Linked DNA regions of Mus musculus: regions 1, 3 and 4 are each linked to region 2. The links are chromatin contacts, called in public Hi-C and promoter capture Hi-C maps. All regions are on one chromosome and are shown on one strand. The core of a region is the stretch at or near the end of the contact, and the rest is flanking DNA. Distances in the headings are between cores, read along the strand shown.

Region 1 (6,174 bases), core at 2,253-4,752, 150 kb before region 2:
AGAGTGCTTGCTCTGCAAGTGTGAGGACTGAATCTCCAGAACACATGGCTGAGTGTACCTATAATCCCAGCACTAGGGGACAGAGAGAGGCAGATGCAGAGAGCGTTGCTGGCCAACCAAGGTAGCCAAAGAGGTTGGGCAACTCCACTTCAAGGTAGTAAGTAGGGTGGAACATGCTAGAGGAGGATACCTGACATCCTATTCTGACCTCTGCATGTACATACCCATTGACACACACACCACACCACACAGACAGACAGACACACAGGCTCATGAAAAACCTCACTTATCCATGACCCTTTACAGCTATGGATGGCCTTGGCCAATGAGATTTTGGTAGAGAGTGACCTTATTTTCAAACAGAAAGCAAAAGCCTCATATGGAAAAGGCCCTTTGTCTTTCCCCAGCCTGATACACAGTTTGGTTTTCATTGCTGGATTATGACCCAGGAGTGCTGGGGAAAGTAGCTGTGTCCTTGGTCCAGCCCCAGGACACCTTACCTTTCTGGATCATTTCCTTCGTCTTAGGGTGAGGCATTTTGATGAACATGTTCCCAAAGCAAACCATCACATCTTCTGAAACAGCGAACAGACATTTCTTTATCACGTTTTGCTTTTTTCTTTTTGAAGCACCTATCACCTGACTGGCACATTTGTGCTAAGAACATAGCAGAACAAAACAGTCCATGCTCTTGTGGGACTCATGTTATAGCAAAGGTGGGGAATGAACAAGGTTGGGTTTTTCAACATACTGCTAAGAACTAGCATGAAAAATTATATTGACATTATATTGGGCATTTTTGTTTCTTTAAAAAACAAAACACAGAAATACTGTAAGAAAATGTTTTCATTACAATCCCAGGTGTGCGATGTGGGGCTGCTTCAGACTGTCCACAGCAGCTGACTATGATTTGCCTCATGCTCTGGTATGATTTTGCCAGCTGCAGATAGTTTCTTCCAGTGTGTGATTTTTGGAATTCTGAGGACTTTTGAGAAGGTGAAACATTGCTAGGGCCATGAGAGGCAGGGTTGTTGGTCACAGTTTTTTAAGTAGACATATGCAAAGAAATAACAAGAAGAAATTAGATATCCTGAAGATGAAGATCAAACTTGCCCCAAGGACTCAATGCCCCTAATCAGCAGGAAGTGGTCTAATGAGAACGCTGCCCCCTTTCCAACCCCAGACTTTATTCAGGGAGCGTTTTCCTTTCCCCTCTATCCCTTTTTCTCTCTTATCAAATGTTAGGGGGTTGAAAAGGTGGAAGAAAAGGGGTGAAAGGTGGAAGAGAGAAGAACCCATAGAATAGCAAAAGGACAAGCTATTTAAAAACCAACCAACCAACCAAAGTTGTTTCAAGTGCTAGGGAGCATCAGAGGACAGGTTCATTATGGGGATGTGACATCGTGGATATGACATCCAGGCGAGACCTGAGGAAAGCGAGGACATGTCACCCACAAACATGTGGGAAAACAGAGCCAGGCAAACAACAAAGGGACCAGTGAGTGCGTGGGGTGTGTGGGGCTGGATCATGTGGAGTCTCGAAACAGCTCTGGGTTTCATTCAGGTGAGATAAGCCAATGGAAGCCCTACATGTCAGTGCCCTTCACTGTGGCCGGAATGCTGCCCACCTTTCCAGAAATGCTTCATGTTGTCCCCTTAGTGGGACATGGCATGGCTTGACTTGCTCATGCCACCAGCCACAGCAGCCACCTGGCCTCATCTACTGAGCCCCATCTCTTCCCTCCAAGACAGTCTCGACACCCACCCATGGCCAACTCCATCTTTAGCTTTCTCACAATTTTCAGTTATGTGTTTGTGCTGCTTTCCTCGTGTGGAACATAAGGGCAGAACTATTGCTTTTATGTGCGGTGAGCACTCTCTGCATCTGCCATCAGTGAGTGAGGAGCTAATGGCCTGTCACTGAAGTGAGCATCTAAAATTCTGAGTCACAGCATATGTCTGACCTGCAACGCTCGCTCGCTCGCTCTTCTCCTCAAGCTGTCTAAGTTTCCCACGAGGGTGAGTCACACAGTCCCAGCCTCCTGCCTGGTTTTTACCAGGGATAATGAAGTCCTTCAGAAGACAACTGAACCGGCTTCCAGGGCTTCAGTAAGGATGTCGCAACTTACCAGAGACACTCAGGTCCTTCTGTAGGGCCCTCAGGCCCTCTCGGTTCTGATTCCTCTTGGTGTCCAGGTCTACAATCTGAAAACAGGAGCAGATGGGGACTCAGCTGCCTCCAGCCCCAATCTGAAGAGACAAGGTATCATTTCTGGCTAAGTTCCAAGGTCTTGCCTAACATGGAGGACTCAGGTGGGAAGGTGCTTCTTTACCCACTCAGCTTCCAGCTCCTCTGCTTCGACACAAACCTCCTTCCTCCAGAGAAGGTGCTAGGAAAATGCCTGCAGATTGAATCATTTTGTGTCATCCAGTCAACCTTGAGAGTGTACCAGAGTCACCAGGGAGTGAGCTGAGTGTCTTCTCTAGACAGTGACTACTGACACACTCTTGTTAGGTAACTCTGACAGTCTCACCAGACACTCAACCATACTGGACTGGAACAGCTGTGGCATGGTACCACTATGACAGCTAACTACTCAAGAGGTGACATCTGGGGCCGCAGCTAGTGAACCACCAAGCCTTCTCAAATATAGACCACAAAGAACCATTATGGCCATTATGACAGCGTTTGAAGACCATCAAATATATCAAGTATATGTCTCGCCCCATCACTACCATCTGGTCTAACTCTAGACCATCGGGATCACCTGAATGGTTCCCCGCTCTCTAGGAAGCAGCCAGAGAGAGGCATTTAACATCCAAATGCACGCCTATAATCCCAGAACTCAGGAGACTGACAAGGATAGACCACGGATTGTTCAAGGCTAACCTAGACAACACAGTAAGCCCTCTAAAGTTTAGAGTCTAAAGCAACCGATCCCCAGCACGAACTCCCTTTAGGGACTAACCACTTACCACAGAAACAGAACCAAGCACCCCTTTCGGATCTACGAGGCCCTCAACCCCTCACCCCCGCGCCCGACACCCACACACCCACACATCACACCCACACACCCCAGCGCATTGCCCAGACACATGCCGCCCATGTCTCAGTAACCTGATTCACGATGGGCCAGGGACTGCGTTTGGAAAGTGGTGTCAGGGGAGCCTCCCGCAGACAGTGAGAATCCAGGAGACCAGCAATGACCGGGCAGGGTGAAAGGAAGGCGACTATCCAGCACAGAACCAGTGCTCGCTCCGCGCCAGGCCGCTGGGACCAGTGACGCCGGAAGACCGGGTGAGCTCCCTGCCACCCCGCGCACTTACGCGCTCGCAGCCGCCACGTCTCTCACCTGCCGCTTGTCCGACAGCACGGCCTCGGCCAACTCCTCTACTTCGACCAGGTACCGCAGCACCCGCTCCGCCTCGGGGGACAGCATGGTGCCACGCACCTCTTCTGACACACTGCTACAACTTCACCTTGGCTCCTTCCGCGCACGCGCTGTTCTGGGACTTCCGGCACGCCTGCGCAGTGAAAAGAGCAAGCGCCGCAGCGGGGCTCCAGAGGGGCGGGGTAGGCTTTGGGAGCGGGGCAGGTGCGCCCCCTACAGGCTCTGAAGGAGCAACACAACGCACTGTCCATTTCCCTCCCTTCAAAGGGTTCCTGGGCATCCACTACATACCAGATTGGGTGTCAGGAACGCGGCTGCAAATAAAACATCCCGACTCTAGGAACGTCGTCCCATTGGAAAACAACGAACACTGAAGGCAAAATAATTACACATTATGGAAGGTAGTGATAAGGGATTTGGAGACACAGAGATCATAAAGTCCCGGTTTAACGACGCCCAGAAACTGAGTGTGGCAGACAGACTCATATTTTAATCCACGACGTTTTCAGCTTCCAGTTTGTAAATAATGGGTGATAGAAATTCCCCTCACTCTCTCTCTTTCTCCCCGGAAGATGGAAAGGAAGCAGTAATTATTTTAAATTGCATCTGGCTGCAGCATTTGTTGAATCTAATGTCCACAGTAGCAAGCCGAGATTCACAGAAGGAGCTGGAAACTGTCCAGGGGAGCAGTGGAGTGTCAGTAAGAGCGTAAGAGTGAATTAGGATCCAGGACTTCCCAGAGGAGGCGTGTGTGTGTGTGTGTGTGTGTGTGTGTGTGTGTGTGTGGTGACTGCCTGACAGAACCGGAGGGGTCCCCCAATGTTGCAAAGCTGGAGGCTCAGACGCTGGGCCTGGGAGTTTCTGCCTCACCAATCCTCTTTTGTTTTTCCGTGTGCGAAACTGGAATTACCCCAGTGCCTCTCAAACACCACGCTCTACCACTGAGCTATATCTCATCTATTTTCTTGTGTGGTGTGTGTGTGTGTGTGTGTGTGTGTGTGTGTGTGTGTTGCATGCGTGTAAGGGTGCTCTGTGCTCCTGCAGACACAAGCAGAGGCCAGACAGATTAGGGTGTCAGGTGTCTGTCTCTCCCTGATATTCTCACCTTATTGTCTTGAAATAGAGCCTCTCCTTGAAACAGAAGCTCACTTTTGGGCTAGGCTTGCTAGACATTGAGCTCTCTGGATCTGCCTGTCGCTGTTTGTTGCTGCTCACACAGCCATGTCTGGGTTTTTCTGTAGGCGCTTGAGATTCAAACTCAGATCCTTATTCTTGCAAAGTGAACACTCTTCATTCACGGAGCCACCTCCCCTAAGGCCTAACTCTGAGGTTCACTTTTTAGTCTCCTTTTTTGGACTCTGGGAAACTTAGCCCATTCATATTCTTTGCCTCACTTGAATTTCACGGACACTTTTTTTTTCTCACAGGATTATGCCTGTTTAGTTTTATAGCTGCAGGCTGAGGCTGAGAGAAGGGCTAATCAGTCACAAATTCCCCGGGGTGGAGGGTGCTGGTCTCTTTTTCACAACTATCTATGGACATTGACAAACTGTGCCTCACGAAGCCTGGAAACACCTCTTTCTTGTCTGGCTTTGGGCTACCTTCAATTACTAGAGACAGACAGTTTTCTCTGCAGCTGCGTGGTGTGGGGATGGAGGAAGCTTCATTAAGGATTCCTCATAGAGGGTGAATTTGTCGCCAAACCCAGGATGTTTTGTGTAAACACCTTCTGGTTCAGAAATGAAGGCACAAGCCCTGTGAAAGAAGTGGGGGTATTTGCCAAAGGAAAAATGAGTCTTCCAGGAATCCCTGGGGCCTGGACCCTAGTCCTGCATCGTCTCTCCACCTTGGGGCCAAAGATGGCTGGAAAAACGGACACCTCTGACCCCTGCTGGGTGGTCCTGCATGGAGAGAAGTTAAGAAAGGTTCCATGTTAAATTTCTTGGCTCCGACTGACCCTCGGGGCCACATCTGGTCATTGGATATTGCAGAGAAGGTCACACATATCCCCAAGGGTCAAAATGAACAGATTGTGAACTCTGGGATATCTCTGATATTACCTAACTATTCATGTCACAAAAATGTAGCAATTTCCCAGGCTTAGAGATTCATGAGTTTACTGTGAGCAGAGCCGGGTGTGATGCCTGCCTTCGGGCTGGGGAAGCAGGGGAGAGGACCATTGGCAGGGCTATAACCAAATGCATCCCGAGTCAAGTGTAGATAAGTGTTGACAGGTTCCCCAGTGATGCAAGGTGGACAGGGAGAGATGCAGGAACCGTTTGGGATAAGGTAGTTAGGGAGGGCTTCTCTGAAGAGGTGGCACTGGAACAGACATGGGGAGGAGGTAAGGGGGTGAGCCATGAGGGTATTTGGGTGAGGTGAGACAGCATTGCAGGTAGAGGACACAGCAAGTGCAATGACCCTGATCCAGACCTGTGACCTGTGACCTGTCTCTGCTCACTGAGGCAGGGTCAGTGGCAGGTACCAGGTAAGGTTGTCAGTGGAATGAAGCCCTAGGAAGCAAAGGGAGGGATGAGTGACCTCATCCCCCGCATCTTTACTTCTCTGTGGGGTTGCCAGTGATGCTCCTCATGTGGGGCTGCTGCATCCATCCACATAAGAGAAGGGTCGCTGGACCAAGGGGCTGTGGGGATTCTCAGGACATTTGCACACACTAGCCCTTAGCCTGGTTTGATTTTCTGCCAGCCCCTTTGATACTACAGCCATAACACATCTCCATTTGTCATATCTCCCCTCTGTGTTGTATGTCCCCACCTCTGCA
Region 2 (6,638 bases), core at 3,807-6,306:
TAGGAGACAGGAAGTAGCTGGCTCATTTGGAAAGCACCATGGAGTCCAATCTAGTGAGCTTCTTGTCCCTTCTTCTTGAGTTTTGAAATCATAAGCATGTGCCACTCTGTCTGGCTTCACCAGTCTTTTTTTTTCCTTTTTATTACTTTTGAAGATTTATTTTTGATCACATGTGTATGTGTCTGCGTCTGCGTCTGTGTGTGTTTCTGCATGGGAATTTGGGTGCCTGTACACATTACAGCCATTGGATCCCCTTAACTGGAGTTGTAGGCAGTTGTGGGCCTGGCACTCACGCTGGGAATCAAACTTGGGCCATCTGAAAGAGCAGCATATGTTCTTAATGACTAGGCTGTCTCTCCAGCACCACCCCTCCTTTTGTTTTCCTTTTTAAAGATTTAATTTTAACCCTAGAAAAATAAGTAAAGGCAGCTAAGGAAGGCTAGGAGAGGGAGACACGGTCTTCACAGGGGAGAGAACACCAGTTGGCTATCCAACACCAAACAGTCAGCCCTGAGAACATACACATGCAAGCAACATTATGTGGACGGAGCAACATTATGAGGCCACAAATTTGATTGAGAGCAAGAAGGATACATGGGAGGGGTTGGAAGAAGGAAAGGGAAGGGAGAAATGTAATTATGTTGTAATCTCAAAAGTTATTATTATTATCATTATTTTTTTTTTAGACAAGGTCTCTCTGGCTAGTCCAGAATCCACTGGGACCAGAACTGTAGATGAGGATGGCCTCAAACTTACTGAGCTCCACCTGCCTCTGTCTCCCAGATGCTGAAATTAGGGCATATGGCACCACATCTGACCACATTTTCAAATATATATATTTAAAAAAAGAAAAGACTAGCTGGGCAGTGGTGGTGCATGCTTTTAATCCCAGCACTTGGGAGGCAGAGGCAGAGGCAGAGGCAGAGGCAGAGGCAGAGGCAGAGGCAGAGGCAGAGGCAGAGGCAGAGGCAGAGGCAGAGGCAGAGGCAGAGGCAGAGGCAGAGGCAGAGGCAGAGGCAGAGGCAGAGGCAGAGGCAGAGGCAGGCGGATTTCTGAGTTCGAGGCCAGCCTGGTCTACAAAGTGAGTTCCAGGACAGCCAGGGCTATACAGAGAAATCCTGCCTCAAAAAAAGAGATTTGTGTGTGTGTGTGTGTGTGTGTGTTTATGTGTGTGCTTGTGTGGCATGTGTACAGTACCCATAGAGGCCAGTAGAGGGTAGCAGGTCCCCTGGAACTGCAGTTACAGGTGGTGTGAGCTGTGAGTGGGAACTGCAGGGAACATGCTAAACCCTAAGGAACCTTTTTATAAGTCAACTGGTATGGGCTCTTTGTCCCTTATTTTTTATATCTCTCCTTCTGCCTATAATCGTTTTCTTTAGCTACCATACTAGACCTGGAGGAAGATGAATGAGCCAGAAGAATGGTAAAGCTGGCTAAAGCCTAAATCTCTGAGTAGACTTTAGAGAACTGCCCACCCTAACAGCCTGATCTGTCTCTCTCCTGCCTTTTACCTCCAAAGCCAGGGCTCCTTTCTCTTAGAGTGGGCTGGGCTTTCTTCTGCCATGATGTGCATTACTGTGCCTGGGGTGTGTGTGTTGCATGTATATTTTAAACTGCAAAAGCCTCAGCTGTTATTGTTCCCAGAATGGTGAACTTACCACACAATCACCCCTTTGGGAGCGGGTAGCCCCCTTTAGTGCGTGCAGCTCCCTAGAAAACAGCAGGTAGCATCTATTGCTGTACACATTCAACACCCGCCTACACACACACTAAGTAAATAAATATATGTAACAAGGGTCATGACTCCTTTGTGGGGTCAAATGACCCTTTCACAGGGGCTGCCTGCAACCATCAGAAAACACAGATATTTACATTAGGATTCATAACAGTAGCAAAATTACAGTTGTAAAGTAGCAACAAAAGTAACTTTATGATTGGGGGTCACCATAACACCAGGAACTGTATTAAAGGGATGTGGCATCAGGAAGGTTGAGAGCCACTGGTCTAAGGGATGGGTCTATAGTTTCCTCACTGAATAAGCTTCAGATACTCACAATGATAACTTGCTTGATGTCATACCCTTTCCAGATAGTGTTCTAATATCAACATAGACTTAGAACTTGTTCACATTCATGAGAAATATATAGGAGAATGCTGGGTGTGGCAGTGCATGCCTGTGATCCCAGAACTAGGGAAGCTGAAATGGAGATTGTGAAATGGAGGAACGACTTTAGCATAGAACGCAATAAAAGATGAAACTGAAATAATGAAGGCCTGTCATGGCTCATCAGGGGCTTGAGCAACTGTATGCAACAGGAGGAAAGTTTTAAAACAATCATATATTTTTGTGCTGGTTATAGTGTAACAGCAATAGATGCTACCTGCTGTGAAGGGTAATCTATGATACTGAGCTGACAAGATGGCTCAGTGAGTAAAGATGCATACAGCCAAGCCTCAAGATTTGAGTTCAAACCCTGGGGCCCACACTGTAGAAGAAGAGGATCAACTCCTACAAAGTCTGTATGTGCAACAAGGCATATGATCATATGTACACACTCAACACCCCCCTACACACACACTAAGTAAATAAATATATGTAACAACATTTAAAAATGACAATCTTTGGGATGGAGAGATGGCTCAGAGGTTGAACACACTGACTGCTCTTCCAAGGTCCTGAGTTCAATTCCCAGCAACCACATGGTGGCTCACAACCATCTGTAACATGATCTCAGCACCCTCTTCTGACATGCAGGCAGAATACTGTACATAATAAATTTTTTTAAAAATGACCATCTTGGAGCTGGGCAGTGGTGGCACACATCTTTAATCCCAGCACTTAGGAGGCAAAGGCAGGTGGATCTCTGAATTTGAGGCTAGCCTGGTCTACAGAGTGAATTCCAAGACAGCCAGGGTTACACAGCAAAACCCTGTCTCAAATATATATATTTCCTTATCAATATAAATATCTTCTTTTATATTATGTGTAGGGGTATTTTGCTGTATATATGGCTACGCATCATTCACATACCTGGTCCCTACAGAGGCCATAAGAGGGCATCAAACCCCCTGGAAATTGGAGTTACAGACTGTTGTGCGCAGCCATGTTGATGCTGGGACTCAAACTCTGATATTCTAGAAGAGGATCTTCCAATGGTCTTAACTGCTGAGTCATGTCTCCAGCCCCATCAGTATTACTCTTTAACCAGACATAGTGGTAAGAAACTTCCAGGACTTAAGTTGCAGTAGAACTGGCCACAAGTCTGCAATTCAGAATTACTACAAGACTATCTAGTAAATCCATCCTGCTTCTCTAGCTCTGTGCCTCTTGGGAATATATCTGCTCTTTGGGATGGTGTGTTGGTCCCAGGCATTTATGGGTTTGTTTTTCAGCACTCATAACAATCCAACCCAATACTAAATCAACTAGGCTCAACCAAGTAGTTCTTTTGTTCCAAATATCAATAAGGATATTCACATGTTCTATATTTAGTTAGTAGCTTGCTAGGTTTGAACTGCACAAACTTATTTCCTTTATATGTGTAACTGTCAGGTGGGGTTTCTAGAACTCTGTGAGGAATGACATAGACCTGTCTATGCAGCAGGACACCCAGCCATATTTATATCCTTGGGAGGAAGGAGAAGCTTCAAGCCTCTTACAGCCTAGACACAGAAGTGGAAGACACTTATAATTCACTCTATTTGGTCAAAGCAAGTAACTTAACCCCAGCATTCAACAAGAGAAAAAAATTCACCTTTTGACAGGAGAACCAGTATGCTCATAACATGCAAGAAGGAGAGGCTTGTTAGTAGACATTTATGCAGAAAAAAATCCACCACGGTAGTAATCAGTACTGACCACAGTGGTGGTCAGAGCTCAGCTGTTCCTTGCCAAGGTGCAGAAGAGATAACTAAAAATCTTAAGACCAGTTTTGGCACAGTACTTAAGCAATGCTGAGTTTTCTGTTTAGCCCGTGGCTCTCTTTATGGCTCAGGATGGTCTTGAACTCACCATGCCTTCCTTCCTCAGCATCCTGAGCGCAAAAATTACCAGTGTGAGCCACTGAACACGGATAATGATAAAGATGATAGTAACGATGATGACTGAGGCAAGGTCTCACATGTCCCAGGATAACCATGAACTCTTCTTGCTGGACCTTCTGAGTTTGGGGATTACAAGTCCCAGTGCTAAAGATTAGGCAGGCTATCTGCTAAATTAACTATATCCTCAGAACTCATTACTACTCTCTTAACAGCTTTTTGGATCCATCTAAGAAGACCGCACTGGCTCTTTGTACACTTTACAGTGGTATATATGAACCAAACAGTCTTTCTCCATTATGATCCTTTGAGTCCTCCCCAGACCCTTTTAAGTCAATACTGGAAAGTTAAGTTTAAGATGGTTAAGTGACTTGCTTCAAGTCATACATTAAGCCAGTTAGAATGGAGAAGTCCACATTGAAAAATGTCTCCTTTCACTAAGTGTTCTGCTTTTCATTCACTCATTTAACAAAGCATATTGTTTGGGACACCTACCATATGTGTGAAGGAATGTACATACGTTATATAATGACAATTATTTATTGAATACTTTATATGATTGTGTCAGTGGATACTTAACATAAGCCAATTATAAAAATAATCTAGAGCTGGGCGTGGTGGCGCACGCCTTTAATCCCAGCACTCGGGAGGCAGAGGCAGGCGGATTTCTGAGTTCGAGGCCAGCCTGTCTCGGAAAACCAAAAAAAAAAAAAAAAAAAAAAAATCTAGAAATCTCTGCCCCATTTCACTGACGACAAAAACGCAGTGTAAGGGAAAGACAGAGTCCTACCTTCATAGTTATTACGGCCGATTAGTAAGACTATATTATAGTCAAATAAATATTTAAACATATAATTACAAATTACTCTAAATCAGAAGCTGTCAGAGAGGGTTTACCATGCTTTCCGTTTCACAATTAAGGTCCCGGGTAACCCTGGCAACGACTCTTTCTGCCAATACTAAAGAAAGCATCCAGGGAGCGCGCCTATTTCCACACACCCCCATTACCCACAATGCAAAAGGAGTAGGCGGAGGAGCGGGTCTGCCAGAAGTCAATATGGCTCCAATAGTTACACCGTACGTTCTCTTCACCTAGTCAGAGACCTCACTGCCAAGGCCAATCTGCCAAGGAGAAATTAAGCTTCTTTTACCTCCTCACTACTGCGACTACAGAAGAATCTGAAGCCAGGAGTCCCCTTAGTGGAGCTACACTCCGTAACCACAGAAGCACCACTTCCGCTGACGTCATCACGCCGACACGTGGATCCAAGATGGCGGCGGCGATGGTGAGTGAAGGAGACTCCGGGAACCGGAGCTGGAGCAGGGCCCCCCTGGATAGCCCAGGACCTTCCAGCGCCCCATGCCTGGTTCCCAGCCTCCTCCAGAACCCCTGCTCGGGTTACCCTTGACTGGGTCGGCCTCTACAAAGTCCCTTTCTCTAGCCTTGGCATGGCATCTAGGCTTGTCAGGGCCTGGAGTTTTAGGGGAGGTGCCGCTTGGAAGGAAGACTTCGGCTCATGCCTTCACGGTTCTCATTTCAGCTTTCGTTCCCGCCCCTTGTCACCCCTATTTCCCATTTCTTCCCCTCCAGGCTTTGTCTCCTCCCGAGAGGCCCCCGTTATTTCTGCCTTCGCTCCTCCTCCTCACGTTCATACCCAGCTCTCCACATACCCATCAGCCTAACCAGTCTGCGGGTGCCACCTTGCTCGCACCAGCCCGAGCCTTGTCCTTACCTGCACCCTCAGCGGTTCCCATAGCGCATCCCGCTTGATTGCTGCTGTACCAGGGCATCCCATGCCCATCATCCCATCCCCAGGCCCTGCCCTTCTCCTGCCTTTTCTGTCAAAATCTGTCTCTCCTAAAGTGCTTTTATCCGATTGGTTCTTAAACCCCACTGTGCACGGGGATCTTGGGTTGTTGGTGGGGAGGCATGTTTAAATAGTTTCCTGAGCATCACTCCCAAAGATTGCAATACCTTAGGCCATGCTCAGGAATCTATAGTCTCACAAACAGTCCTGTGTTTATAATGGAGGTGGTCCCTGGGTTACCGTTTAAAAACACCTCTGGCCCTGCCTGTCTGTATCCCCCTCCCACTCCACACAGCTCCTTACAGATAAAGGGTCACTATCATGAAGCTGACTAGAATTAAGTCTCTTTGTGGATGAGAGTGGAGGTAATATACCTGTGCCTGAAGGATGAGTCACTAGCTGACTTCTGTTTATCAACCACAGAATTAAGTTTTTGAAGGTCAGATTTTCTAAGAGAAGTTCACCTCAAATTCTGTTTGCCAAGAAATGAGAACAAAAGTCGAAAGTGAATTTTCCTGGGTGGTCTTGTACATTGCTGCCTCAGAAGATAAAATTAATTCCATCGTGGTAGTGAATGACAAGAAAGACTCAGAGAAAAAGCTTGTGACATTTGACTCTACTGAAGGAAAATTCTTGCTTAAGTTATTTGATGTTGGTTTTCTCTAAACAGGGCCAGGTTAATTCATGAAAGGAGTCTGTCCTGTTAGCAGACGGCTGACTTTTTTTTTTTTTTTTTTAAATTAGGTTCCTTGTTTATAACCCCAGAAATCAGGTAAAAATGTTCAAGGT
Region 3 (7,149 bases), core at 1,487-3,986, 160 kb after region 2:
CCGGGCGTCTTACTTAGAGATCTATCAAGAAGAGATTCGAGACTTGCTTTCAAAGGATCAGACCAAAAGGCTAGAGCTCAAAGAGAGACCAGATACAGGAGTGTATGTAAAGGATTTGTCTTCTTTTGTCACGAAGAGTGTGAAGGAGATAGAGCATGTGATGAATGTGGGAAACCAGAACCGGTCTGTCGGTGCTACAAACATGAATGAGCACAGCTCACGGTCGCATGCAATCTTTGTTATCACTATTGAATGCAGCGAGGTGGGCCTGGATGGTGAAAACCACATCCGGGTAGGAAAGCTGAATCTTGTAGATCTTGCTGGCAGTGAGCGGCAAGCCAAGACTGGAGCTCAAGGGGAAAGACTGAAGGAAGCCACCAAGATCAACCTGTCCCTTTCCGCCTTGGGTAATGTTATCTCTGCCCTTGTAGATGGCAAAAGCACCCATATTCCATATAGAGACTCAAAGCTGACCAGGCTTCTCCAAGATTCCCTTGGTGGCAATGCCAAAACTGTGATGGTAGCCAATGTGGGGCCTGCCTCTTACAATGTAGAAGAGACCCTGACCACTCTGAGATATGCCAACCGTGCCAAAAACATTAAGAACAAGCCAAGGGTCAATGAGGACCCAAAGGATGCTCTGCTTCGAGAATTCCAAGAAGAAATTGCTCGGCTCAAGGCCCAGCTGGAAAAACGTTCCATTGGCAGGAGGAAGAGGCGAGAGAAGCGGAGGGAAGGTGGTGGCAGTGGTGGGGGTGGGGAAGAGGAGGAGGAGGAGGGAGAAGAGGGTGAGGAGGACGGGGATGATAAGGATGATTACTGGCGGGAACAGCAAGAAAAACTGGAGATTGAGAAGCGGGCCATTGTAGAGGACCACAGCTTGGTTGCAGAGGAGAAGATGAGGCTGCTGAAGGAGAAGGAGAAAAAGATGGAGGACCTGCGGCGAGAGAAGGATGCTGCAGAGATGCTGGGTGCCAAAATCAAGGTACTGTACCCTTCCGCAGCCCTTTCCCTTTCAGTTCCTTTTCTTAGATCAAAAATATTATACAGTAAGACCTTGGCATGATGACAACTGCCTTTAATCCCCACACACTGGAGGCAGAAGCAGGTGGGTCTCTTGTGAGGCCTATATAATAAGTTCAGTACAGCCTGCTACAGGGTGAGACCCCTGTCCCCAATAAAAGTCAAAACCTAATTACATGTATGATAATTGTCATGTATGTGTGCACTTTATGAAGACCAGCAAGAAAACCAGTGCCCAGGCATTATTGCTTCCATTAAGGAATAGGGTAACTCTTTTTCTACCACCTGCTCCTCTTCTTCTCCTCCTCCTCCTCTTCTTCCTTCTCCTCCTTCATCTTCCTCCTCCCCTCTTTCTCTCTTTTTCTCTTTCTCTTTAAGAACATCTGTATTTTTGTTTTTGTTTTTTTGTTTTTGTTTGTTTTTTCGAGACAGGGTTTCTCTGTATAGCCCTGGCTGTCCTGGAACTCACTTTGTAGACCAGGCTGGCCTCGAACTCAGAAATCCACCTGCCTCTGCCTCCCGAGTACTGGGATTGCTGCTGTGTGGTTGTGTTCATCACTATGACTGCTCCACCACGCCCGGCTTGAACATCTGTATTTTTAAATTTTTTGATATTTCTTTATTTTTTTGAATCAGGGTTTTTCTGTGTAGTCCAGGCTGGCCCTGAGTCACAGCAATGCTCCTGTTTTAGCCTACTCAACAATAGAGTACTATGCCTGGCATTTTTTTTTTAAGGTAGGGTGTTGTGTAGCCCAGGATAGCCTTGAACTTGATAGTAGCTAAGAATGAACACAGGCATGTGCCACCATGCATGTTTTATGTGGTGCTGAGTATCACAGCCCTAAGTGCATGTGGGACAAACACTGCCACTTGAGCCACAAGGGCAGTCATCAGGAAGCCAATGTTTGTTGTTCCCTTGCTTGTCTAGTTTCACGTGGGCTGTTACTTAAGGTGCTACCGCAGTTTGCTTTTTCGTACCAAACTTCTGTCCCTAAGAACCTGTACTGATGCCTGCTGTGTGGTTGTGTTCATCACTATCACTGCTCCAAATACTCTGTGATGTTCGCTCCACTTTCCTCTTAATGTGGGCTATTTCCATGTTTCCTGCAACCATTCTTGTGCTTGGCTCCAGGAGACTATGTACATGCAAGAAATTGCTGGTACCCTTATATTCTACAGTGAGTTTTTTAAAAGAATTATTTATATTTTATGAATATGAATACACTGTAGGCTGTCTTCAGACACACCAGAAGAGGGCATCAGATCCCATTACAGATGGTTGTGAGCCACCACATGGTTGATGGGAATTGAACTCAGGACCTCTGGAAGAGCAGTCAGTACTCTTAACCACTGAGCCATCTGTCCAGCTCCCTCAGTCCCAGGGACTCTTGGTCCTGCCTCATCCTGCTCCTTCGCCCATGCCCTGCTGCACAACAGCTTCCCACCAGGGCTTCAGCCGTGGCTCTCATCCAGGAATTCCTCCTGTTGCAAGGGTGTGGTCCTAAAGCAGTCTGGCTGTGCACTCCTGTTTGGCATACCTGTCCATGCTTTCTGAGGCTCTCAGGACCATGCCTGGTTTCCTAACTGGGATCTGAGGCTTTTGCTCCGACCTCTCTTGGCTTTGTCAACTTCCGCATCCTACTCCTGGGCTAACAATGGGGGTAGGAGTGTTTTCTTAGTAGATTTTTATTTTTACTTCAGCTTTTTGTGTGGCTGTCCCTTCAGACAGGAAGCTGTCCCCAACTTCCTCTGAGAGCTCGACTCCTTGCCCTTTAGTGTGCCTCTCCCCTTAGTTCCTCACACTTCCCTCCTGAGGGCATCCCAGAGCGTCTGGTCCAAGCCTGTTTACCTGTCTATGTCCCTAGGTGGGCTCCGAGCCTCACGGTCCTCACTGCCAGCAGTATCTCTGGTCTGGAGCACACCAGCTATGTTTAGTTTGTGTAGAGTGGGGTTAGTGCTGTGGATGAACAACCCAGTAAATGACTTGGTTAAAAAGCCCAAACCCTGAAAAGCACATATGTTTCAAGCTGCCAGACCTTCAGTGTTGTCAGATGGGGTCCCATCCTGCTATGGGCAAGGCAAATGTATTTTCCCCCAGACTTTTTTTTTTTTTAAAGATTTATTTATTATTATACATAAGTACACTGTAGCTGTCTTCAGATGTGCCTGAAGAGGGCATTAGATCTTATTAGGGCTACCATGTGGTTGCTGGGATTTGAACTCAGGACCTTTATGGAAGAGCAGTCAGTGCTCTTACCCACTGAGCCATCTCCCCAGCCCCAGACTGTTTTTTGCTTGTTTGTTTTTGGGGAGGTTTTGGTTCTTTGTTTTTTGTTTTTTGTTTTTTTGTTTTTGTTTTTGGACAGGGTCTCAATATGTCCTCTGGGCTGGCCTGTAACTTGCAATCCTCCAGCTACAGTCATATGTATGTTGGGACCACAGGCATGGACCATTATGCTTAGCCAGGCATAAGCCTGTTCTCTAGGTCTTCCTGTGAGGGGTTATGTTGTAGGATGGACCACAGGATGGATTTTGCTTTGTTCCTCACTCAGGCCATGGAGAGTAAGCTGCTTGTCGGAGGAAAAAATATAGTAGATCATACAAACGAACAGCAGAAGATCCTGGAGCAAAAACGCCAGGAGATCGCAGAGCAGGTAACCTTGCATTCTTGTATGGGGAAGAAGGCGTGCACTGACATCAGGGCACAGAGCAGTCAGCAGTGGGATGAGAGCAGCTCCAGAGGGAACGGACAGGAGCTGTCAGCCCATGCTAGCCAGAGCCGACTGGGCGCATCCAGCCCATAGTGTGTAGACATGGTCACTAGGGCAAGCTGATGGATTTTGTGGTATTGCTCAGAAACGTCGAGAAAGAGAAATCCAGCAGCAAATGGAGAGTCGAGATGAGGAGACCCTGGAACTGAAAGAGACTTACACCTCACTGCAGCAGGAGGTAGACATCAAGACCAAAAAGCTCAAAAAGGTAGGAGATGGGTGCTGGGAGCCTGGGGGAGGGGCACGCCTTCCTTGGTCAGCCTTTCCTCAGCTGTGTCTCTCGGCTCTAGCTCTTTTCCAAGCTTCAGGCCGTGAAGGCCGAGATCCACGACCTCCAAGAAGAACACATCAAAGAGCGCCAGGAGCTGGAGCAGACGCAGAATGAACTCACCCGGGAGCTAAAGCTCAAGTGAGTACCTGCAGGCTCTGCCATCTACCATGTTCAGGAGTGACTGTCCTGAGGACAAGCCACCTGCTTGCCAGCTCACCCTCAGCCACCCCACTGTCCCCTGCTTGGTCCTGACAAGGTCCTTTTTCATTTCAGCCTACTTTCGTGAGATCACCACAGAGTCTCCCCGTTCCTTCTCCCTCATCTTCTTGCCCCTTTATTGTAAACATTTTTCTCCTGATCTAATGACATCTGAGTACTCATCAGCCAGAGTACTTTAAGACCATTCATTGTTCTCATGAAATGGACACGGTTTCCTATAGCCTAGTCTGGCATCAGATGTGTTGTGTAACTGCAGTTGATCTTGAGCTCTGGATGCTATATGGCATCACCCCAGTGCTGGAGGTCAAGCCCAAGGCCCCACGCAAGCACTCCTATTGAGCCGTGAGCCCTGGCCCCTGAGCAGTGTGTTTTAATGCTCTGTAGATGATAGAGTGCCACAGCATGTCATCTCAGCACTTGTAAGGTTGAGGCAGGAGGATCACAAGCCTAGCCCAGACCACACAGTGAGATCTTGTCTTAAAATAAACAACAATGAAAAGCCAACTCTGTTGGTGATTTTAGTGTTTCTAATAAGCCAACAAGATGCTGGATCAATCGATCGATCGATCTTTCTTTCTTTCTTTCTTTCTTTCTTCCTTTCTTTCTTTCTTTCTCCTTCCTTCCTTCCTTCCTTCCTTCCTTCCTTCCTTCCTTCCTTCCTTCCTTCCTTCCTTTCTTCCTTCCTTCCTTTCTTTCTTTTTTTTTCTGAGACAGTCTTATGGTGTAGCCCTGGCTGATACAGAGCTTACTAGGTAGACCAGATCAAACTCACAAGAGAGATCCTCCTGTCTCTGCCTCCCTATGCTGGGATTAGGTTTTTTTTAATTAATCAAGTTTTAGCTTTTGAACAGAGCAATTAAAATTCAATGTGCATAAGGCTGTTTAAGAGATGACTCAGTAGTTAAGAGCACTTGCTACTCCTACAGAAGACTGGGTTCCCAGCACCCACATAGTGGTTTATAACCATTTCTAACTCTAGTTCCAAGCAAAACAAACAAACAAACTCATGCATGTAAAATAATCTAAAAACGATCAGGGGGAGGGGCTGCAGAGGTAGCTCAGCAGTGTGCAGTGTGCAGCCCCGGTGACTTGGGTTTGATCCTTAGAATGCACAGAGAGGTGGAAGGAGAGAATTTTTTTCACAAAGTTGTTCTCTGACCTCCATACATGCTCTTCTCAGGAATCATCTTTATTTTTTGTGTTCAATTCTTCTTACTAACTTGGATGATTAGAATGGACAGTGTTTTAGCTCGGACAGCAAGTCGCAGGGGTGAGAGAGCTTTCATCCCTAACCTACATTCAGCATTGTAAAAGCCCATCTACTTTGGGTAGTAAATATTTGTCCTAGGATGGCTTCTATGTCACCCTCCCCAAAAACACACATACACACACACACATACACTCACTCACATCCTTATTCTGCTTGTACCTGAGTAGGAATGACCTGTCCATATTCCTGGGACAGACCTGTCATTTCTATACTGCAGTCTCTCTGTATCAGTTGAGGACCAGGTGTCTTTCATGTTTGTATTTCAGCTCTGTGTATGATATTGGCCTATAGTACTTGCTCAGTAAATGTTTGCTGAGTGACTTGACTCTTGCCATATATAGCTCCATATATTCATGTTCACAGATAGACAGCACTTTGACTTATTTTGTTATTGTTGTTTTTGGAAAAAGAATTTCACTCTAGCCCAGGAGGGCATCATAGATTCAAGGGAACCTCCTCCCTCAGCATCCCAGGTAGCTGAGACTGTATGGGTATGTGCCATTGCCTGGCTCTATGTGCAGTTTTCATCTGTATTCTCACCTATGTGTATTTTTACAGGCATCTTATTATAGAAAACTTTATTCCCTTGGAAGAGAAGAATAAAATTATGAATAGATCCTTTTTTGATGATGAAGAAGACCATTGGAAATTACATCCTATAACCAGACTGGAGTAAGTCATTGTGGACCTAAAGTAGATTTGCTTGTGGGAAAACAAAGAATGTTGCCAAGAGGACTGGGGCACTGGGGTGTGGGAGAGTGCACTAAACCTGGAGCTGGCCTGCTGATGTTGTGGCACCACAAGCCCAGGAGGTACAGGCCTGGGTACTCATTTTAACACTAGAACCCGGGAGGCTTTGTCACTCATGAACTAGTTAGGTATAGCGTTTCCCATGATCTCAAATTTTCCTGTCCCCTGTAAAGTGAAGTGTGCTAGGCCACAGGACAGGAGTTATGCTGGATGTTACCTGTCAGGGATGCAGGACTGGTAGTACTGGTACTATGCTCGTCTGCTGTCTGAGAACAAGATAGTGACTGGGGTCCTTTCCAGGTTGAAAGAAACATGATGCTCACATCTGAGTCAGATGGCGCCTCAAGCAAAAAGCTAAGCAGTTATCGTCAGGCATCATCTATCAAGCCTTGGTCTCAGGAGTTCCTGCTTTGAGTTCTTACTCTAGCTTGGAGTACTTATCAGAGCACTCACTGAGTACTTAACCCCATTGGCCTTGCCTTAGGCTGTGGGGCATAGTCCAGCAGGGCCTCAACATTGTCATCTGTTTTCAGAAACCAGCAGATGATGAAGCGGCCTGTCTCTGCTGTGGGATACAAGAGACCTCTGAGCCAGCATGCACGGATGTCCATGATGATTCGGCCAGAGCCCCGGTACAGGGTGAGGAGACTGTTGGTGGATTTCAAAAAGTTGTTAAAATTACATTCATTGTTTTAATGTGTGCATGTATGTTTGGGGGGAGGGGTATGCATGCACATGCCACAGCAATAGTCCAAAGACAACTTGTGGACATTGGGTTTCTTCTTTTTCCACCATATGGGTCCCAAAGATCAAACTCTATTGTCAGGCTTGGCAGCAAACACTTT
Region 4 (6,580 bases), core at 951-3,450, 130 kb before region 2:
GCCTCCCAAGTGCTGGGATTAAACGTGTGTCCCACCACTGCCCGGCTTTTATTTCTTTTATTTTAAAATACTATTATCTAGAGTTATATAAGGCTATCTTCATATTTTCATAGGCTACCAACTGAGTACCAGACCTAGCACCGAGCACTAGAAAGTCTCAGGGTAAGGAAAAGTAGGTGAGTTTCCCTCAGGAAGACCCCAGGCATCTCTAAACACTCACACATGCGAAGATAAACTGCTTGCTGGTGTGTCAGTGTGAAGAAAGGAAAGGCCAGGGTGCTGTGGCAGCGATAACCAGAGCATTGGGGAACATTCCTGAGGGTCAGGAAGCAGGGCTTCTGTGGGAAGACCCTCTTAAAACATCCCATTAATAGTTGTCCTCACTGTTGTGCTAGCAGGAAGGCATGGTGTATCCTTTATTTTGTTGTTCTATGAAGCCAAGAAAAACTGAGTGGTTTACCCAAAGCTGTGGAATCATGCAAAGACTATAGGTGTTCAACACAGATTTCTTTTTTTTTTTTCTGGCATCAGAGCATCAGACTGTACAGCCTGATTTCTGCTACTGCAGTTATCAAACTGTTTATGGGATATATGGAGGCTTCCATTTAGTTAGGACCCAGAGGTGGGATCCTATCTTTGCGGGTCCCATCCGAGCAAGCACCTGTGAAGTCATCGATACAGACCTCTAAGGACTAACAATGGGGTGTCAGGAGCCAGGCCGACTCTCTGACCCCACTTAAGGTTCTATATATATTAGATTGGCTTCTTTAGGAGTGATGAGTCTTTCTGACTGAAACCTCTAGCCTCCTGACAGCCTAAACATGGGCTGCTGGCCTCCAATCCACCTTGGAAAACTCCCTTAGCCCTTAACACCTCCCCTCTGCTTTTAGCTTTAGGCAACAGCTGGTACCCCAACCTCCCAAGCATCACTGAGACCAAAACGGTCCCTGGACACGAAAGGGAAGCCAGGCTGCAGGACAGCAGATGGCTGCTCCACCCAGCCCAGGGCAGCTGTCTCTTCTATCTTCCCTGTCACTCTGAGGCAGGGTGGTCCTTCCACCTCACTTCCTCCCCTCCTCACTCTTCCTCACTCCCTTGAGTTTTCAAAGCCTATTCGAGAGCCACGTTTGAATTTGTTTCTAACACTATGTGATTTTAAGCCACTAAATGTATCTTTTGACTCTATGTTTTCTCATCTATAGAATGGGCAGAACAATATAGACCATATAAATTGTGAGACTAAAATGATTAGCGATTCCTCATTGCTTAGAATAATGACAAAGAAATGGTTCAGTGTCCTAGGATATCCCATCCAAGCCAAGGTGTAGTTGTGTGGGAGTACTCAGGCACATGAGAGACCCCTAGCTCCTCTCATGGACTGTGTTTATAATGTTCCTCTGTTCTCTCCAGTTCCAGGCTGCTGCTTTGTGATCCCTGCTCCACTTTGGCTGCCAAGTCTTCTTGCTAAATCCTGACCTAGCCACCTAACTCCTCAGCTGACATTCTGCAGCAGGTGCCCCCGTTGTCACCTTCTGGCCCTTCAGGGTCCAATCCATCGGAAATCGCCAGTTTTATCGTTCTGCACCCCCACCCCCTCTTCCGGACATCCTAGAAAATGTGGCCTCCAGTGGTGATGGGAGTAGCTGTTTGCACTTGCTCTTTCCTTCCCAAGGGGTTCCCTCCCATCCCTTTCCTCTGCCTTGCCTAATCAGGCTAGTGGCCAGATGAACGCGGTTCCTAAAAGAAAGGTGATCGAGAGACCGAGAGACCGCAACTCAGAGAACCGCAGTTTCTCAGCTTGAAAAAGACAATGAGAAAAGAGATCTCTCAAGATCAAAGGAGGGGATGAAACAATAAGTGAACACGGGGGAACTAGGAAGTGGCGTTGGAAGGAGTGACTGCTAACGGGTTATGGCAGGTGCCCAAGCAGCTGCCCCCACCCCTGTCCTTTTATTCTCAGACCTCGGCCTCCCACCCTCCTGGGACATTGCAAGACCCAAACCACCGGAGGTACCACAGGAGATCAATGGAAAAGGAGAGGATAGGGCGGGGGCAGTCAAAGGGGGAGGCCAGAGGCAGAAAGCATGTGGTTGGGCCCCACGCCTCCGAGGAAGCCATGCGAGGGTGACCTGGGATGCTCTCCCCACCCCGGCCCCCTCCCTTCCCAGGGGGCGGCCCACATCCAGGCCGGAGCCCGGGCGGGGCGGCGCCGGCAAGGATGAATAATTGAGGTAGAGGGGAGGAGGAAGAGGAGCGGCGGAGGAAGAGCGGGAGGCGGGAGCCGCCCGCGCAGGGTCCTCCCCACTCCGCACCCCACCCGCTCCGCCGCCCGGAAGTCGCTCCCCGCCTCCTGCTCCGCCAACATGGCCGCGAAGTCGGATGGAGCGGCGGCCGTGGCCGGCCCGGGGCCCGAGGGGCCGGCGGGAGCAGATCGGGGCGGGGCGGGAGGGCGCGGGGAGGCTGCGGCGGGGATCGCGGGCCCGGGACCGGTGGAGGCGGGGTGCCCGGGGCCACGCTACGAGCTGCGGGACTGCTGCTGGGTGCTGTGCGCGCTGCTCGTGTTCTTCTCCGACGGCGCCACCGACCTGTGGCTGGCGGCCTCCTACTACCTGCAGGGTCAGAGCACCTACTTCGGCCTCACCCTGCTCTTCGTGCTGCTGCCCTCACTGGTCGTGCAGCTGCTCAGCTTCCGCTGGTTCGTCTACGACTACTCGGAGCCCGCGGGGACCCCGGGACCCGCCGTCAGCACCAAGGACAGCGACATAGTCGGAGCCGCCATCAGCACCAAGGACAGTGCTGTCGCCTTCCGGACCAAAGAAGGTAGCGCGGAGCTGGTCCCCCGGCCCGCACCATCCTCGGCCGGCACCTACCGCCGCCGCTGCTGCCGCCTCTGCGTCTGGCTACTGCAGACCCTCGTTCACCTCCTGCAACTCGGCCAGGTCTGGAGGTAGGAAAAGAGCAGGTGAAGGAAGCTTGAGTCTGGGAGTGGGATGCCGCCCCAGATCTGCTCTGGCCTTTCTAGCCCGCCCTGCTCCTGTCCTGACCCTCACCCCGACCCACTCCATTGCCGCTCTCATTTCTTTGCAGTCAGCTCCTCACCTCTGCAAAACTCTGTTGGAACCATAGCTTTGATCTGGCTAATGGGGCAAGATGGGGTCAGAGATTCTGAGTGATGTATGCAGAGAACAAGGGGACACTTGGAACAGGACCACAGCGATCCTTCCAGTCCTGACCCTTCCCCCATGTCCAGGTACCAAGCCTCGACTTAGGAAACCACTCAGAAGTCCTCCCTACCACTCACAGGCACTCAGTTTAGAATTGCAGCCCACCCCAACATCCTGGAAAAGGCAGCTAAATGACTATCCCGCCCAAACTTTCTGGTTTTGTAGAGAAAGGGCCTGGGGTGAACCCAATTCAGCACTGGTTAGCTCCTACTTCCTAAGGAGCTCCACAGTGCCGTCCCATCCCCCAAAAGGGACCAAGGAGATTTGGAATCTTGACTCTGACACTAGATGGCTACTGGCTGACCCTTAGTCTTCAGACCGGATGCTGAGGCTTCATTCAAACTGTTCACTTGCAGGCTTCATCCTTTGCCAGCAAGTAGGGTGCCTGCTGGGCTGAGGTAATTGGAGAGAGGGGGAATTCTAAACCACAGCTCCTCTCAAATCAGGATTACTCTAGTTCCTTGGGCTGTACTCTGCGGTGACAAAATGGGTTTGCTTACTGTGTGATCTTAGGCACACCTCCTCCTCCCTCCAAGTCTGTTCTCTCACCTGTGAAATGAGAGGAATCTCTGCTCTTCTCATCTTGCTGGCTTACTGTTTTGTTTTGTTTTTTTTTTAAACATGTTGGGATGAGCAGGCAAGAGGAGGTCTGTGTGGGGACTCTGGAGACTGGAACATATTTTGGGAATGTCAGGGATTACCGCGATTATAACGGAGGTGTGGAAAGCACAGGGAAAGCCACTCTTCAGATATAGAAGATGGTTATTTACTCTGTTGCATTTGAATGGATTCTGCCTAAGTCAGAAGACTTTGTTCTGAGCTGAGCATTGGACACTGGACCCCTGGTGTTTGCCCCAGCTGCTCACTTGCTCTGTGTCACCCTTGTTATTCTGTTGGCTCTCTCTCTGCCTTAGTTTCCCCATCTTCCCCAGCCAAGATGATGTGTATTCTACTTCTGTTGCCCCAGAGTAAGGGGAAGAGGAAAACACTATCCATGGTCTTATTATTATTAGCTTGACACACAAAAATATTCATGTCTACATCCAGGAACTAATCTGCATTTATCATTCTGTGCCCAAGTGGACAGATGGTGAGTTATTTTTAGATTCTGAAATGGTAACTTCCTATTCTGGGTAGCCAAAGCTTCATCCCCCTTTCCCTTTAGCCTAAAGTGGGCCAGCTGCCCCACAACTCACAGGCTGCCTTCCTCCCCATTCAGAATCCACATACACGAAGCTAATAGTAATCTTCTTTCTTGAACAGAAATTGAGTTTCCCTCCAATAGGGAGAAGAACTGAACTAGATGGGCGGAGGGTGGGGGGGAGTGGCTGGAAATGGTTGAAGGCCCATTGAACTCCATGGTTCCCAATACAAATAACTCTCCCCGATATTTTCACTGTTCTACACTGGGAAAGTGAGAGCTGGGATGAGATGACTTGGAAGGGAAAACAGTCAATGAGAAGGGGGAACCTAACTTGGGGAGGCCGTTTGTGTCCACTGCATGGCATTTCTAAAACTCAGAATCTCTCTGGGAGAAACAAAACAAAACAAAACAAAACAAAACAAAACAATCGACTGTAATACTATCAGGCCTGTAAAAATCTTAGATGTTAGAGTTTATTTTTTAATTCTTCCTCTCAATTGCATTTCTTTTAAACATTTACTTAGGCACTCGAACCCTAATTTACAAGGCTATTGTAATTATTTTATTAAGTCCTTGATTTCTGCCAAGCCTACTGGTTGCCCCCTTCCCTTTTTTTTAAACCTTCATTCTCTCCTGTGTCTTCTCTAATAATTCCATCCTGTGCTTAGTATTATAATTTTCATTTGGCAGATGAGGGAAGGGAGGCTGGGGTGGGGGGACACCCTTGCCCAAGGTCACATAGTGATCAACTGGGAGCTTTGGAACTCAAGATTCTGCATCTTCAAAACCCAAGTTCAATTTATCCACCTTGCAATCCTGCCACCAAAGTGTTCCCCAAAGCTTGAAGAATTATGAGTCTGAGATTGTGAGATTGCACGGTGATAGAAAGTCCCGCTGCTGTTTCATAGAGATAAGAATGTGAAGACCAGGGGGGCGGGGGGAGACAGTCGAACCGAGTGGGTGACGATGAGGAAACTGTACTGTGGGAAAATGCTGCATTTGGGGAGGGTGTATTTTCAGACGACTTAGGTTTTCATCTTGGTTTGAGAGTGACCTTGGGCCAGGCTCTGTCTGCTTCTGAGCCTCAGTTTCTCTGTGTGTGAAATGCCATGATTAGATGTGGTGATCCTAAGATGTGATATCATTCTCATGATCCATAATGATGTGGTACAGTTCCATGTGACCACCTGCTGCCCAGAACAGTTTAAGGTCATCAAGGTCAATTTGGGATCCTCCCCCAACACCCTCTCTATGTCTAGGTTGTAGAATTGCATCCTCTGCCTCCCAATATGCCTGCCCTTTGGACAGGTTCTGAAATGAGTTCATCACCTGTGGGGTATTTTGTTCCATGCATGGGGCTGGGGTCCACAGAGAGCTAGAAAGCAATTACTGCCAGCTTGACTGTTCAGTAAATTCAGACTCTGCAGTCAATTAGGATAGATCTCAGAGAAATGGCTATGGGGAATGAAATGTGCCCACCAGGCCACATTAACCAGGCTATAGTTCTGACTCTGGGTCTGCTATCACTGAATACTGTGGACCCTTGTCCCACAAACTTTGGATTCTTAAACTGCCGTGGGCCTAGATAAATAGGAACATTCAGAGGAAGTAGAGAGAAGCCATGCAGTCTGGCATGCCTAGAAATTAAGTGGTGTTGGCACATGTTGGCTTACCACATGAGGTATTCCAGAAGATGTTCTAAGCGGCAAGGCTGGGGCAACCAGAGAAAACTGAGCCCTCTAGGGCGACACCCGAGAGACTGCTGTTTATTCTCTTCCTGATCCTACACTAACTTAGTTCTAAATTTCACTCAGAAAGACAATCTCAACTCTCCAGGATTGCGCAGTGCCTTCAAAAGCCAGGAGGAGTCACTTAGACAAGGGCGCATGGGGTGTCAGACAAGGGGGCAGTGTTATGGAATACAAGTGTCCTAGACAAGATACAGATACCACCTGGTCACTCTCTAATGATTCCATGAGAAATCATGGGTCCAACATTGCCACATCTTGATTTTTTTTTTTTAAGGGCAATGGGAAATTGGAAAATCAACTACTAAGATGTTTAAAAAAAAAATAGTGTCAGCAAGGGCCAAAAAAAAATGACTCTGTGAGTAAAGGTGCCTGCTACCAAGCCTGCCTGACAACCTGAGTTCACTCTCTAGGACCCACAAGATAGGAGAGACTGACCCTGACAAGCTGTTCCCAGGTCTTTA

What was found. Promoter capture Hi-C pulls out the DNA fragments that hold promoters and counts their contacts. Hi-C and Micro-C count contacts between places; a contact is called where the count stands out from the background. Capture Hi-C pulls out chosen DNA fragments and counts their contacts.
Region 1: a promoter capture Hi-C map of adipose tissue shows a contact between it and region 2. The contact joins the promoter of Pdrg1 here to the promoter of Tm9sf4 in region 2. A contact is called at or near these places in 12 of 39 promoter capture datasets (the 3T3-L1 cell line, 3T3-L1-derived adipocytes, the C10 cell line and 7 more), 2 of 15 datasets of contacts at CTCF or cohesin (the NIH/3T3 cell line and large pre-B cells), 4 of 484 Hi-C or Micro-C datasets (the N1E-115 cell line, cerebellar granule neurons, cerebellum and 1 more), 7 of 115 datasets of contacts at active chromatin or transcription factors (bone marrow-derived macrophages, effector CD8 T cells, embryonic forebrain and 3 more) and 4 of 9 other capture datasets (adipose tissue, liver, macrophages and 1 more).
Region 3: a contact with region 2 is called in a Hi-C map of bone marrow-derived macrophages, with 28 read pairs. The contact joins the enhancer-like site here to the promoter of Tm9sf4 in region 2. A contact is called at or near these places in 16 of 39 promoter capture datasets (the C10 cell line, the HPC-7 cell line, HPC-7-derived erythroid cells and 10 more), 1 of 15 datasets of contacts at CTCF or cohesin (the NIH/3T3 cell line), 5 of 484 Hi-C or Micro-C datasets (the AML12 cell line, ECoMG-derived neutrophils, Th2 cells and 2 more), 13 of 115 datasets of contacts at active chromatin or transcription factors (the 230-238 cell line, DN3 thymocytes, the SCID.adh cell line and 6 more) and 5 of 9 other capture datasets (adipose tissue, embryonic stem cells, liver and 2 more).
Region 4: a promoter capture Hi-C map of pre-B cells shows a contact between it and region 2, with 7 times the contacts expected there. The contact joins the promoter of Xkr7 here to the promoter of Tm9sf4 in region 2. A contact is called at or near these places in 20 of 39 promoter capture datasets (the 3T3-L1 cell line, 3T3-L1-derived adipocytes, the C10 cell line and 13 more), 4 of 115 datasets of contacts at active chromatin or transcription factors (the SCID.adh cell line, embryonic stem cells and large pre-B cells) and 2 of 9 other capture datasets (adipose tissue and liver).

Annotation. Positions count from the first base shown.
Region 1 is chr2:153,011,881-153,018,054 of GRCm38.p6, forward strand. It overlaps Pdrg1 (p53 and DNA damage regulated 1), which reads right to left and starts at 3,503. Exons shown (of 5, transcript NM_178939.2): 1 at 3,354-3,503; 2 at 2,130-2,205; 3 at 501-575. The coding sequence starts at 3,440.
Region 2 is chr2:153,156,245-153,162,882 of GRCm38.p6, forward strand. Tm9sf4 (transmembrane 9 superfamily protein member 4) reads left to right here and starts at 5,057. Exons shown (of 18, transcript NM_133847.3): 1 at 5,057-5,327. The coding sequence starts at 5,313.
Region 3 is chr2:153,316,700-153,323,848 of GRCm38.p6, forward strand. It overlaps Kif3b (kinesin family member 3B), which reads left to right. Exons shown (of 9, transcript NM_008444.4): 2 at 1-985; 3 at 3,576-3,677; 4 at 3,880-4,002; 5 at 4,085-4,203; 6 at 6,113-6,226; 7 at 6,838-6,943. Among named protein-coding and RNA genes, the nearest start is that of 2500004C02Rik, 26 kb to the right of the region's middle. Within about 2 kb of position 2,737, at least 68 of the 459 cell types and tissues checked have an H3K27ac peak or open chromatin away from gene starts, as enhancers often do. A contact at or near this core is called in ECoMG-derived neutrophils, the HPC-7 cell line, adipose tissue and 5 more, where this site is marked.
Region 4 is chr2:153,029,652-153,036,231 of GRCm38.p6, forward strand. It overlaps Xkr7 (X-linked Kx blood group related 7), which reads left to right and starts at 2,201. Exons shown (of 3, transcript NM_001011732.1): 1 at 2,201-2,947. The coding sequence starts at 2,364.